2 separate regions of the Aedes aegypti genome follow, and region 1 is linked to region 2. The links are chromatin contacts, called in public Hi-C maps. All regions are on one chromosome and are shown on one strand. Each heading gives the region's core, a stretch centred on a gene start, on an enhancer-like site or on the middle of the called end of the contact. The rest is flanking DNA. Distances are from core to core; before and after follow the strand shown.

Region 1 (2,700 bases), core at 125-2,624, 66 kb before region 2:
TAAAACGGAATAATGAAATTCAGAAATTTAATAATTACTCTGACTAAAACGTCAGGATAATCTAACGAATAATAGTTTGATAAACCGAGGCGTTCAAAAATATTTTTTTCTCTATCTTTATTACGAGATTGAGGCATGAGTTCTAACCACTACACCAGGCACTCCCCAGCCAAAAGTCATTTGGAAAACAAAACTGAAGACTTATTTCCTGTTTAAGTAACATAATTTTGCTTTCTAGTTTCATACAGGTTAATTTGTAGTACTTTAGCTATCAACATGAAAACATATAACAAGTTTACAGCTAAAAAGGTTGAAAATGTGAAAATTGAGTGGTTTAGATAATTCATAGGACAATTTCGATAACACTCGAATTTGACGTCCTCATTATTCTCCAGGATATTCCACCAAGAACGATGGTATATCAACACAAATCGATGAGTTGCTTGAGCGGAGATCTTCTATGACGTTGAACAAATTATTCACTAAATAATGAATCTTGTTTTACTGTGAAAATATGAATATTTATCTTAATAAGCATATTCTATTCTTTTGAAGAAATAAAGCTCCAATAGAAAATAGGTATAACACTAAAACAGTTCATTCTATGTCTTGATATCAAATGCAAAACAATGTTTTTCATGTCTATAAACCATTGTTTTATAATTAACTTTAAATTGTTTGTTTATTGATTGATAAATCTAGACACGAATATAATATCATATTCACATTTGTTTTGTAAGCTGTCTTATTATTGTATTTAAACCCGTTTAGAAACTCAAGCAAAAAAAGCAATAAAATACTGTTTGTCAATGATTTATTTTCAACGCTACTATTTTTACCGACATGATTCAAAATGCTACGTCCACTAGTTGGGACCCCTCCCTACCCCTCATCACACATCGTCACAAATTCGTGAAGACTCCCCTCCCCCCTAAAATTCTACGTCATTTATGGACGACCCCTTAGTGTCGTCCGGCATTTAAGCGCATCGTGTCATGGGGTGTGGGTTCGATTCCCGCTTCAGCCATTGAGAGACTTTTCATCAGGAATGTTTCTCGGCTGTGCCACTGGAGCATGGTTGGCCGTTGTCTAGTGTTAAGTTACAGTCTGTGCAGCTAAATGGCTGAAGACGGTGTCCATGTCTTTTTACAATTTTGTACGGCCGTGTACAAAAATCTGTAAAAAACCGAATCGGGTGTATTGGAAAGTATGCAATTTGTAGAATAGTTTTTATTCACCTTTCCAACATTTGATAAGGTCAAACTTTATAACAATCAGTCCAGATTTGGGATGCTTCCATCACAACCACCAGTGTCACCTCGTTGATGACCGGCTCCACTTGGGAGGGCATGCCGTTCAGAGTGGCTTTGCCTTCGTCTCGGTGTGTGAACGAGAACCATAGCCGCTTATGCCTATATATTGATCGGTGCATTCATCGGAATACTTATAAAAATGCTGCTTCGGCCATCAGCGGTGCACAAAACCTGTTTCCGATCTCACCAAGACTTAAACCGATCGGATCCACTCAATGGAGCCCGCAATCCATCTCCGACCGTGTACTCATTAGAAGATTCGTTTCACAACCCTTCCGTGTGTTAGTCGGACGGAATTCGTTGCCCGGCTCGATGACTCGGTGAGTTAACAACTACGGTAAGACAACATTGGCAAGGAAATTATTTCATTAGCGCATCAATTGCCAAACCATATGGTTTCTTTGAAAAACGTGCACCACTATGTTTATTTGCTCTCGAGAAACCACCGGTTGTTGTTACATTATCGACTTTGCGTGCACTAGACCAAAGGTTCACGAACACATTCATCACACCAGCCCGGACAAATTAAGTAAATAATCGTGCACATACAAAAAGCATTGAGTGAATACTCTGGTGGCCGACCGAACAAACATTAAATCAAGTGGAGAGGAAGGAAAAATGCCAAACCACGTTCCGCGCTCTCTAAACTCAAACCTTTGTGTTTTGTGTGGGCAGAATTCATTGATGCCACACTTTCGAAGAGTTTCCCATATCTCCTTGATTCGAGCAAGCTGCACGGTGAAGGTGTGTGCAATGAAGTGGGTGTACATACGGAATAGTAAACGACGTCTACATTAACCCGAGTGGTATGGTATGGTGTGTAGTGGGTTTTCGATTTGATCATGATGAAAAAGTTGGCATAAATTGGAAGAAATTAATAAAAATATATTTTTCTTGCAAAAACATGATATGTATGATAAGTTCGCATCCCAATGTCATTGATAAGTGATGTAACATTGATTGAAATTTTGCGCCTTGTAAGAAACAACATTTTTCTATAAAATATTTTTAACAGTTTAATTTAATTGATTTTGTTACATTCATAATCTTATGGAAAATAAGTTTACTCGCAAAAATAATGGATGGCTCTGCGATTTATGCACACGGCATAAAGCGAAGAAACTGCTGGTTTTACTGAAAATGAAACTGTCGAAAACTAATCTTTTGTTAATATGTTGATAAATGTTTATTCAGATAACATATATCTGTAAGAAATGCGAAATTTCCTTGATAAAGATTTTTTAGGCTGAATAGCCTGAACATACTTACATCAGACAACGGACAAAAAAACTACCAGTGGACAAGTGAAAAATTTTCCGACTAACGAAAAGCTTCCTTCAATTGAAGCGAGAATCGAACCCACATTCCGTAGCACAATGCACCTAAA
Region 2 (2,700 bases), core at 10-2,509:
ACAATTTTAGGCAAACATCGTTGCAACCTTTTCAGATGAAATAAATGATTATTAATAAAAAAAATTATCCCCTAACTAATCAAAATATTTAGGAGATGGAAATATGATTTTATTATGTTACTATTTTTAAGGATATTCTATAGTCAAATGTCAATAACATGGCGGAAGGAGTCTGCAGTCATAAATATATCGGGTTTCATAAATACACCACCAATCTCATGATTTTCTCATGCCTCACTACATCGCTGGACCACAGCTTCTTACCTACAGAAAACAGATGCACAAAGTGGAAAAAGAAGCTTCCGACTGTGCGAGAGGCTTCGGAAACTGGTTGAGTATGTAAGAGAAGAGGGGTACTTACGGACTGCGACTTGCTTTGGGTCAAATTCCTCCACTCGTTTGGAAAGATTGTCGATTCGCTGTTTTATCCCAAGTGATCGTTCACTAACACTAGCCAATTCCTTGTTGAGTTCGGTGAAAATCTGGTTCGAGATGAGCACCAGCGAGGCCAGCTGGCGGAGGGCATTGCTCAGCGTTAGGTTCGTGATCGCTTCCAACTCATAGTCTTGAACCGGCAACGCAGCTGTTCCGCGTGAATGGGACGGTTTTGTCGACCGTGCAACATACTTCGGGGTCACAACACGCTGCACGAAAGGCATCTTTGCATCGTGTTGTGCACTGGTTGGCGGCGAAGTCTTGGACGTTGACTAAAACCGCTACTACAACTTCAATTTCGCGCTCCGTTTACACCACTACTAGACGTTCCGCACAACGATTCACGTACTTGCAATGAATTCATATTCGATGGTTTGATTTTTCAGCTCATCAGCAGCTTATGTTTCGTTAAATCTACTTTTATACCTTAAAAGCATCCAGAACACGTCACATTATTCGCTGAACCTGTTGAACTTAGTTCAGATCACAGATGCCAACTTATTTCAATCTTCATTTTCAAAACTATTTTAACGTACGAACAACATTATGTGCACCTTATTCAACTTATCACCCATAAAAGCACACAACTATCAATTAAATATTAACTGAGTTTACGAAGCCATTGATAGCATCTGCCGTTTATTTTCCTCAACGGTCGACATCCCAAACTGCTGCAGCACTGTGAACCCGATTATTCAAATTAAGCATAGGCACAAACATTACACTACTGAACTCAACACCTGAACTCATTGCGGTTCGGTTAAGCTTGAAAGGAACGGAACCGATAACCGGCATCGCAGCAGGTCGACCGACGAAACTAAACTAACGGGCGGATGAGAGAACAGCTTGCCTCTACCTTGCTTGAAACAATCGCTCGCGCGCGCTTATGTTGCATGTTGGCCAGGGGCTGAGAGGCTGTAGGCATGGATTGCGTTGCTTGAAAGTTGGTGGAAGAGAAGGTGGCTATTTTGAGAGAGTGTGAGCAATGTTGAGCATAGATTGTCGGTTGGTACACATCCAGTGTTGCCATGTTAATATAGTATGTAATAGAGCAACTCTAGGAACTGCACCAATTATTTCTGCATGAATCTTCTTTATGACAATTTTTTTTCTGAAGATTGTTAATGAAATGCATGCAGGTTTGTTTTTTAAACCAAGAAGATGATTTTGTTATAAGATTTATTGGGATTCTTTTGGAATTCTTATCCATACATATTACAGAAATCTCAGCATTTTTCTCGAATCACTAAAATTTCCTCAGAGATTAATCCAAGGATTCCTCTAAGGTTTTGTTGGAAACTCATCTGAAATATTAATAATACAGTGCTTTCCCGAATTTGGTAAAACCCGATTTTAGCGACACTCGTTTTTGGCACGATTTATTCCCGATTTTGGAAACACATTGAAACATATTTTCAAGGTAGAACAAAGTTAATGTACATAAAAATAGAATTAGTAGTAAACATTGAAGGTAGAGAAACGCACTTATAGTGGATCTCTCATATATCAAGGTATTGTTTAACGTAATATAACACCTTATAAAGCACGTGTATAAATACAGCTATCACAATTGTTTTTGTAGTTGCTCTGCTTGTAATATTTTTATTAACATATCAATCGTGATCAAAGAAGTTTGATGAATTTAAATGCCTGAAAACGTATTCCGAATATTTCGTGAACATTTATTAGTTAAGCCATAAAACAATTATTGAGTTCTTTCCTTTAGATATTTAATTTTTTTACCGGCATATCGGTCTATTTTGCTCAAAGTAAGAGGGAGCAATAAGCCAGTAATTGATAATTAAGCATTTTAGGAAAAAAAAAAAATATTTTGAAACTCCACCAGCGAATTTACAAGAAATACACGCGTAAAATCTGTTGGACATTTTGTATTGAGTTTCCAGTAACTTGTTTATATAGCTTTTAAGGAGTACAATCTTTAAGAGTTATATCTGCAATGTAAAGTCTACAAAACGCATACGCAACGCCGTGTGCTAGACAATTTTCGGCAATGTTTCACCCAAATACCTATGTTTTGAATGCCGCACACATCAGTTCAGTCTAAACGACTTGCAGAAAAAAATTTCTGAAATGCATATGAAGATCACTCAGCTCTCTAATTTAATGGCTACATTTGCGCAATATTCTATGACCCAGCAACTCAGAATATGTCCGTGTCTCTGAAAACCATTCCGTTGAACTAGCCGTTACTTCCAAAACTAGAGGGACTAGGGAGTCTTACGCTGCTGTTACCCGTACTCGCCT

The links. Hi-C and Micro-C count contacts between places; a contact is called where the count stands out from the background.
Region 1: a Hi-C map of whole pupa shows a contact between it and region 2, with 2.3 times the contacts expected there. The contact joins the enhancer-like site here to the promoter of LOC5576869 in region 2. A contact is called at or near these places in 2 of 2 Hi-C or Micro-C datasets (whole body and whole pupa).

The regions. Positions count from the first base shown.
Region 1 is chr1:161,857,870-161,860,569 of AaegL5.0, reverse strand. The region is part of intron 1 of LOC5576869 (mucin-3A); the gene reads right to left. Among protein-coding and RNA genes, the nearest start is that of LOC5576869, 66 kb to the right of the region's middle. Within about 2 kb of position 1,374, at least 3 of the 3 cell types and tissues checked have open chromatin away from gene starts, as enhancers often do.
Region 2 is chr1:161,791,405-161,794,104 of AaegL5.0, reverse strand. LOC5576869 (mucin-3A) reads right to left here and starts at 1,259. Exons shown (of 6, transcript XM_021852790.1): 1 at 362-1,259. The coding sequence starts at 659.